2 separate regions of the Zea mays genome follow, and region 2 is linked to region 1. A link is a contact called in public Hi-C data. All regions are on one chromosome and are shown on one strand. Each heading gives the region's core, a stretch centred on a gene start, on an enhancer-like site or on the middle of the called end of the contact. The rest is flanking DNA. Distances are from core to core; before and after follow the strand shown. Region 1 holds the start of LOC103635837 (O-methyltransferase ZRP4-like). Region 2 holds the start of LOC100127519 (ZCN8 protein).

Region 1 (4,826 bases), core at 1,915-4,414:
AGGACAGGGCAATAACCAAACAGACCCTGGATCATCCCATCAAACCAGGCCGGCATAGGGACGAAGGACCGTGTCTGCGAAGACCTTAAAAAAACGCTAGCACGAATGCGATGGCGATGCAGATGGACGATTTGCTTAGATCGATGCATGTCACTGCATCTCTCATGAGAGAACTGTTTTTTTTTCTCTCTCTCTCTCTCGAGGATGATCTCACCGTATCACTACTCATGTCGTAGACATGGATCTTTGCTGCAGAAGAAGTCTCTATGACCATGATGACCCAGAATATTTTTAGCCAGTGTTATTAGGATACAGCAGGCTTTTAAGATAAGCCTGCAGGTTTATGTCCACGCAGTATGGTGTGGCCGGCACTGGAAAAAGCGTGCAGATTTTATTCGGGCACCACCACCGGAGAGCCAGCAGTCTTATGTCGGATTATTATGAATCCACAGGAGCATCATGCATGGCAGTGGCAGCTAAGCCACTTTGTGGTATCCAAAGACGCAAGGATCTTAGTGATGATGCAGGGATTGTAGGTAACCTTGCCTTTTGAAGGCTCAAGTTGCCTTTAAGAACTAGAGATGTTCATTTGGCCATTAAATAAGGAGTATATCCTTCCTTATCAAGGGTAACCTAATCCGGAGGAGGGGGTACCGGCAGACAATGGTGGGAGATAAAAACCAAGAACAGCATCAGCATGTGCCGTGAGCAGAGAGCACTGTCCGTGTCTTCAGAATGCAGAAACAAACCAAAAAAGAAAATAGAGGATGACCCCCCCACAAAAACACACACACATGGCACCAGACGACGTTCGTTCGTTCGTTCGTTCAAGGGTACACCTCGATGATGGAGCGGACGCCGAGGACCGGCGTGACTCTGTAGTCGGTGAACCCGGCCTCGACGAAGATCCGCTTCCACTCCTGCTCGTCCCGCTCCATGCCGTTGACGACCATGATGTAGAGGTCGAACAGGGCCTGCATCTCCCTGTGCCTCGGGTCCGCCGGCCCAGCCCCGACCACCATGTCGATGATTATCACCTTCCCTCCTCCTTCCCTCGGAGGGATGGCCTTCCTGCAGTTCCTCAGTATCTTCACGCACTCCTCGTGGCCCCAGTCATGCAGAACCCACTGAAATCAAATAGCCACTGTTTACATCTGACAACTCCACTCTTTTCTGCATCAGCATGTGTTTTTTGCTTTCTATATATGCACTTGCCACTAACGCAATCACAAAAGAAAGCTACGGGTACCATTGTGAGTTGTGACAGCTTGTTTAAAAAGCAAGTGCATGGCTACTTAATTGCTCCATTTACAAGTATATGGTGCGGTACAACCACTTCAGTTTCAGACACACATTAACTGTCTGATTGGTTAGTCGTACTGTCTCGTCCTGCGTCACTGCGCGCATTGATTTTATTTAAGTCTTTGTTTGGTTGCCTGTATATTTGAAGCGTGAGCCACACGAGTGGATGTAAAATAATTTATTTTAAGACTGTTTTACTGCATCTGCTCATGAGTTAAAAACTTCAGTTTCTAACCAGTCTGGATGGCACGAGCCTGGTCTGTGACGCCCAGTCAACCAATAAAGCAGTAAGTTACTTTCTATAAGAAAATGATGTGGCGTGATGCACGTGCCCCGGGAAAGTAGTATATATCGTTATCAGCATCTTACATGAAAAAAAGGGGGCCTGGTTCGTTTGTCTCTGTCGTCATGTTATTTTCCCCCGACAGAATGTATTCAACTTTAGTGCTAATTAATTTGGGAACCTCAATTTTTCAAGTCATTTTCATTTTCCTCTTTATCAAGACAATGTTGACATCCAACAGTGAAGCGCTCTAGTTTATCAAGATTTTTTTTCATTCAGCTGTTAATAGACTAAAGCTTCGTTCCTCTGTTCTAAAATATACTTCCTCATTTTTAAAATAGTAGTCGTTTTGACTCTTGGTTTTTACGTCTATATTCAAATAGATAAAGATGAACTTAGACATATATATAAATCATATATATATATATATATATATATATATATATATATATATATATATATATATATATATATATATATATATATATATATATATATATATATATATAAAAGTGTGTTATATGAACCTAAAACGAATTTTAATTTGAGAAAATGCAATATATATATATATATATATATATGCTATGTCTAGCGAAGTCAATATGGTTTATAATTTTAAAAAATATTTTATATTACAATCTACAACAAGTACAAGGTACTGCAAACATACAGTGCAACAGGAGAGATGGCTTTAATTACCTTGAGGAACATGGCATCTGCCGGCGGTACAGACTCGAACATGTCGCCGCCGATGTAGCTCACTTGAGTGTCACTGGGAGCCTTGGCAACGACGTGGTCGAGGTCTAGCACGCTGCACTTGACGCCCGGGAACGCCAGCGAGATGGCCTGCGCGGCCGCGCCGAGACCTCCGCCGACGTCGACCAGGGAGCTTATCCCCTGGAAGACGTGCGCGCACTCCTTGCTGGCGATGTCCATGATGAAGTGGCTGTCCGAGAGCATCCCGTCGTTGAGGAGCGCGTTGAAGGCCGCGTCACCGTTGGCGTGCTCCCAGATGGTCTGGCCGTGCGCGTGCTCGAAGATGCACGGGCCGGGAAGCTCGCGCTGGAGCCATTTGCCGAGCTCGAAGAAGGGCGTGACGAGGGCCGGGTCGACGACAAAGGCGGCGAGCGGGACGTGGCTGCGGCGCGGGCCGACCAGGAGGGCGGACACTGCTGTGAGCTTGTAGACAGGCTCACTGTCACTGGCACTGCTGCTGTCGTCACCCAACGGCGATGGGTGCTGGACGCTGAACACGCCCGTGGTGGCGAGCACGCGCATGAGGCGACGCAGGTGGAGGGTCTTGGACGGGTGGAGCGTGACCCTGTCAACTATCTGCGGCAGCGTGGCGCTGCCGCCGTGGTGGTAGATGGCGTCGGCGAGGCCAAGGTCCAAGGCGGACTTGAGTGCCATGGATTTGATGTAGGCGAAGGTGCTGTGCCATAGCTCAACCTGTGCGTCGAGCAAGTCCTGGTTGGTGATGCCGGCGAGTGCCATGGTGAAGTCAAGTGGTGTGGTAGCTACTGTCGAGCTTTGCTTCTACGAGAGGTGGGAATGGAGACACAAGTAACGCGCAGCGTCATGTGTATATATACTAGTTCAAGAGATTACTATAACTCCCTGATACGTGATTTAATATAGATTTATGATAAATATAATCATAAATTATAGTAGTATATGTTATAAAAGCATGATGATGGGCGCCGACACAAATAAAGCTGATTCCATCGGTTACCGTTCAGCAACTCCAGTAGTTCTCTAAAAGACTTTCTAAATCAATAATTTAGGTAGTTAACATGAAAACTATTCTCCAACAGTTCTCTAAATGAACTTTCTAAATTTAACAACTTGTCATCTAACCTCATTTTCTCTCTACATTTGGCAACCATTTAACAACTCACTAAACAAAAATGTTGACTGCATTATATAGTTTTTGTGACTTATTTTTTATGTGGATAAATACAAAACAAAATTACAACCTATATTTAGAGAACTATTGGAGAACTCATATTTTTTTACTCCAAAAGTCATTTAGCAACTTCTTAAATCTATGATTTAGAGAGCTAAAATTTACATAACTATTGGACCACCTTCACTACTATTCTCCTCAGCTATTCGAGCCGCTTCTATAGCTAGTGCTGAGGAGAATAAAATGCTATTGAGGGGACATTGGGCACATGACCTTGGATAGTGAGGCAACCTTTGCACATTTAAGATACCCTGATCGGTGAGAATCGCGAGAGAGGGCATGTACAACCTAGATATAGATACTAGGTTACGTTTCTTCGAGCACTAGATGTATATAGAAAACTTCTTCATACAACCCAAAAAACCATCAAGATAAGGCTCATTTATGTGGGTTGTATGGGTGGAACTGTATCCATACTTAAAGAACCATGCTAGAGACGTTACTTCACCAAGATACGTCTTCTGTGTTTTTTTTTCATTTACTCTCTTGATACCCCTTAAGATACACTTTAGGTGGGTTGTATATGCCCTAAGGCTATAACTAGCAGATTGTGCATATAAACGTACAAAACACACTATATGATACAACTCTGAGCACCTAAATCATAATACAGTCAAAACACAATATGTATATAGAGTCGTATAGAGACGGACTCTTCGCAAAGAGTTTGTCTCTTGATTTTTTTTTACTTAGCTCCCTAAAGACTCCTCAAAAGACACCTCATTTAGGTGGGTTGTACATATATCCTAAGGCTATAACGAGTGGATTATGCGTATAAATGTACAAAAACACTTTTTTACACCATAAACTACAGTATTTACATAGTAGAATTTGAAACAGAAGATGAGACAAGATGAGTAAGTCTACTAAAGATACCCTAAGATCCAAGTCACAAATCTCACGCTTTGGTTATTCTGCTTTTTTTAGATTCAAGATGTTGGGCATGCACTTTTAGATTCGATTTGGGTCTATATTATGCTTGAGGACCTTGAAACTTTGAACGAAACCAAGTTACTTCCAAAAGATTGCCACCTCATAGGAGGACATGTTTTAAAAAAAATAAAAGTGGAAGATAAGATCGTAGTGTAAAACAAAGCTAGATTAGTAGCCCAACATTTTTACTGAAAGAGTGGATGGATTATAATGAGACCTTGGACCCTGTAGTCCATTTAGAAGCTATTAGAATTATTTTAGCATTTGCGGTATCAAAAGGCTTCAAACTTTTTTACAAATGGATGTTAAGAATGTTTTCTTGAATGACTACATATAAAAGAA
Region 2 (4,657 bases), core at 1,208-3,707, 500 kb before region 1:
GATTTCTATTCGAGTATTTACTCGATTTAGCTCAAACTGTGTTTTGCTACAGGAAGCGCCCGTCAATAATGGCATTTGCGCCAGCAGAAGGAATCTGGACGGATTTCGTATCGACGTCATGCCACCGGCCATGTACGTAGCGCAGCACCTGCTTCCAGCCTTTCACGATCGAGTGGAGAAGAACTACGCGATGCAAACTTTCAAAAAACAAAAAAAAAAAGAACTAGGCGATCGATGTCTACGTCGGCCCGGGAAAAGAATGGGCCTTGGCAGATGCATCACGGTCACTGGATGCAACAGATAGATGCCGCTGTGGCTTTGCCCGCCAATAATGTAGAAGCATCGCACAGACCTGACAGCCACAGTCCGCGCCGCAGGAATGCTGGCAAACAACACCAGCGGATTACATTACATATACTTCCATTACGAGAGGAGGCATTGTTACTCCAGTAAAATCATATACTTTCATTACAAGTCCAGCGACACATGATCCTGACGATGGCTATCTAGACGACCAGCATGTGCAAGAAAACCTACACCAGGCTATGTACATTCCATTCCATTCGAGCAAAACAGAGAATCACAAGGGCAGGCGAATATCGTCCACTCAGTAAAGATATACAAAAGCAGTGTTCCGAGTGTTCTCGTATTGGATCGCGTGCCTTTTGCGAACATTTTTTTGTTATCTCCGGGGAAGATATGCTTCTTCTTTTCTCATGTTTAATATTGACCGAGGAGTACGGAGCGCACCGCTCCTTCGGCTTCAGCATCTGGCAAAAATAAAATAAAATAATAAATAAATCAGATATTATCCCCAGTCACTCGACCATACCCACAGAAAAGTGTCATAGGACGACTCGACAGAGAGTAAAAAGCTTCTAAGGTATATATTCACATTTACCCGCCCCCCCCATGTGACCAAGGAACATCTGGATCGTACTTTGCTAGCGAGAGGGACAGACTAGAATCCTTATCGAGTTATCATGGAATGAAGAAAAAGCTCTAGTCATCTTCCAGTGTGCGCCCAGGAAACCGTGTGTAAACCAAATCTGAATCTGTCGATACAGATAAGTCATCCTACGGATGTAGCTCACTAGGTGAACCTAATGCATCATGAGAAATAAAAATTACCATGCGGGCATGTTTGCCTCCTGCTGGACTCCATAACACTACACTACACAGAGAAATATAAATCAAGTCAGCCAGGGAACAAATGTATATATAGTAATTCCATAATATTATGCCGCAGTACATGTTCAAACAAACCCGAGAAAAAAACACACATCGAAGAAGAAGAAAAAAAAATCATATGCAACTGAAGAAATAGAAACCCACCAAAGACCAAGGATCAGATTCAGTCTGACACCAACTACCTTAGACATTTGGCGAAACTTTGCGTAGAACAAAACAAAGGGTTCAAAAATTCTAAGGGAGTTTGCTCGTAAGGTGACATCTAAAATTGCATTTAACCTGCTTCAACAAGAGTACTAGATACTCTCCCTGTCAGAAGCAAGTCTCCCCTTGTAAATGATGTTAAGACGCCATGGCTCACCGCCTTGCTACCCAGTACCCACTACCCAATCCAGCCACCCAGGCCTTCCTGGTCTAAACTCAAGTAATTCAGCTGTAATTTTTTTTCCTATTCTTACTTTGCGACATCTGCAATTTCTGAATTCAAATGAAGAAACAACACCCATGCAACAAATAGACCACAAAGAAGGCAGTAACTAGTATCGAACTAGCTCAGATTTGAAGTACTTGCACAGAACAAAAGAAAAGGCTCCAGCCATTCCTTCGGTAATAACAGAAGAGTCATGTCCCTTCCATGACGAGAACTACCTCATCAGCATCAGCTGAAGATTCCACTTATTCATGGTGTTAATGCACCCAACCTCACAATCACAGCCTTGCAAATGCGACGTGTTTCGTTATTCCTACTGTGATTTATCTGTGATCCCTAGGTTTAAATGGTATAAGTCCATAGATCTTCTGTACAGCATGTGGGTTCTCAACAAGTGGAAATACAGCTCAACGCCAGTGTATGGCGTTTACTTGGAAGAACATGCACTGAGTATGCAGCACAAATTTTCAGACTAGACTAGAAGAGGGAAATGTCGAACCTGATATGCTCTTGCAAGGAAAACAAAACGTACTAAAATGCACCTCATTGTTCACACCACTACAGCTGGTTGCACTAAAGCTGCCAGTGGTTTACATGCTTTTATTACTCCAGCAAACCCCAGCAATGTTAATAACTAAGTTGCTAAAGCATATATGCAACCTGAAACACCACAGAGATCATGATTTGGCAAAGAAGCACAATTCAGCTATCTGGGTGACGTATGACATGACAATGGTATCTCAAATGCTAGAAGTTGAATAAGACAGCCTTCCTCAACTCCAGTATAAATAGTTCATGCTCAGACTGCAGCTTCCTCAGTCCCATAGGGAGGAAGTTGAGAGTTCTAATAAGAGCAACGGCCAATACCATTAGCGAGTTATTTTTCTGCAATATATGTCAGCAACCGATCATTTGGTTATGGCTCGTGTCATACAGGATGTATTGGATCCCTTTACACCAACCATTCCACTAAGAATAACGTACAACAATAGGCTACTTCTGCCAAGTGCTGAGCTAAAGCCATCCGCGGTTGTAAGTAAACCACGAGTCGATATCGGTGGCAGTGACATGAGGGCTTTCTACACCCTGGTAAGCCAAGCAATTTACAGATAATGATACCATTTTGGAGAATTTATGCCAATTCATTTGGTATGTTACACATAAAAGTATTATGCACTTTGTAATGGATTTATCAATATTAGTTTGAACAAATTTAATAAGAACAAAATGCCTAAATCTTGCAGTATATAAACATGTATATATGCTAACTTGTTTGTCTTCGACTTGAAAAGGTACTGATTGACCCGGATGCCCCAAGTCCAAGCCATCCATCACTAAGGGAGTACTTGCACTGGTAAAAAAAGCGCAATATGTTCCACTTCCTAGATTTGGTTCTTTTTCGCTTTGCCTTATTATGATATTGGTCCACTATTGTGTAGGATGGTGACAGATATTCCAGAAACAACTAGTGTCAACTTTGGTAAGAATGCATATAGTTATCTGTCATTCCATTGTGTTTCTGCTGAATATAGTATCTGTGGAGCTTAGGTTGTAGTCTCTTCTTGCTTCTCAGACCTATTGGCTACCATTGAACTGATGCAGATAAGGATGCAATTAATACATGAAATCAGCAACCATAGGCTGAATGCTAGACCAACTTGTTAGGTGAATGCAATATGGCAGCTTACCGCTTACATGCATAGTAATATCATGAAATCCACTAACTTAGTACCATAACTAAAGAAGCAATCTGGTAGAACTCACTTTCAATCCAGCCCATTACTAGAGACTGGATTATCGATATTAAACACAAACAAGTATTTAACAGTGTAATAAACTGGTATACGTATGATTCACAGTGCCCCTGTTTGTTCTTTAATTGGTTGGTAACCTTGAGGTGTCAATTTCAGCAGAACTAAGGTTCATTTACAGTTGCCATACTAAAGTTACTCAAGTACACTTTTTAGTTTACATAGTTTTTTCATACTCGATTTTACCTGAGACTTTGAAACCGATATTGGAAACAAAGCAGCCATTAATTTTGTCAAACAAGAGGAGCTATATTTAAAGGCTTCTCTTTGTCTAAATTGAAAGAATTAAAAACAATAAATGACGACGCTTCCACATACTTCAGTGCTCCTTGAACTATTCAGTATATAATGTCAGGATGCTCTCGCAGGCCAAGAGCTAATATTTTATGAGAGGCCGGACCCAAGATCTGGCATCCACAGGCTGGTATTTGTGCTGTTCCGTCAACTTGGCAGGGGGACAGTTTTTGCACCAGAAATGCGCCACAACTTCAACTGCAGAAGCTTTGCACGGCAATATCACCTCAGCATTGCCACCGCTACATATTTCAACTGTCAAAGGGAAGGTGGATCCGGCGGAAGAAGGTTTAGGGAAGAGTAGAAACCATAGGCCACTGCATGGTCACACTATAGAAATATCATCAATAATGTGCACTATATTGAATCAATGCACCACCTCTATATGCTGAATGTTATGTATCTCAAACTATGATTGTACTGACTTGAAAGGTTGAGAGCTTAGTCTCTTAGCAGAATATAGCACAATATTACTAGTATGTTCCATGATTAATCAGACAAAGTATTCTCCTTGGAGAAGCAAGTACAGTCTCAGGATCTTACTAGAGTACCTGCTTGTTTCAACAGGTATTAAACAAACTCAGCAGTCTGAATTATCCAAAGTATATTTCATGGAAAACAATCACAGCATCACATAGTGTATATTATTCCTTGCTCCAATCAGAAGAGCACATTATACCTTATTCACATTCAAAGTATTGTGCCCCAGTTGCTTAGAAAGTAGTCAACAAGACGCTATAAAGCATTACAAATTCTCAGAATTAACTTACAGCAGAATCACCTTGGAGAGGAAACTAATCACTTCTTCTCAAGATGGCACACCTCCACCAATTCCCATGACTCCAAGCTTATATCTATGGCATCCTTCTATAAAGCACAAGCTCAGTGATATCAAACTCTATTCCACAGATATCCTTGATCAGCTCATCTA

What was found. A called contact is a pair of places that touch in the nucleus more often than the background predicts.
Region 2: a contact with region 1 is called in a Hi-C map of bundle sheath, with 2.2 times the contacts expected there. The contact joins the promoter of LOC100127519 here to the promoter of LOC103635837 in region 1. A contact is called at or near these places in 4 of 25 Hi-C or Micro-C datasets (bundle sheath, ear, leaf and 1 more).

What each region holds. Positions count from the first base shown.
Region 1 is chr8:126,174,456-126,179,281 of Zm-B73-REFERENCE-NAM-5.0, reverse strand. It overlaps LOC103635837 (O-methyltransferase ZRP4-like), which reads right to left and starts at 3,164. Exons shown (of 2, transcript XM_008658215.3): 1 at 2,285-3,164; 2 at 531-1,127. The coding sequence starts at 3,079. The coding sequence ends at 828.
Region 2 is chr8:126,678,236-126,682,892 of Zm-B73-REFERENCE-NAM-5.0, reverse strand. It overlaps LOC100127519 (ZCN8 protein), which reads left to right and starts at 2,457. Exons shown (of 4, transcript NM_001112776.1): 1 at 2,457-2,710; 2 at 2,914-2,975; 3 at 3,061-3,101; 4 at 3,801-4,205. The coding sequence starts at 2,516. The coding sequence ends at 4,030. It overlaps LOC103635847 (a long non-coding RNA gene), which reads right to left. Exons shown (of 5, transcript XR_004852027.1): 3 at 4,508-4,657; 4 at 1,132-1,169; 5 at 374-770.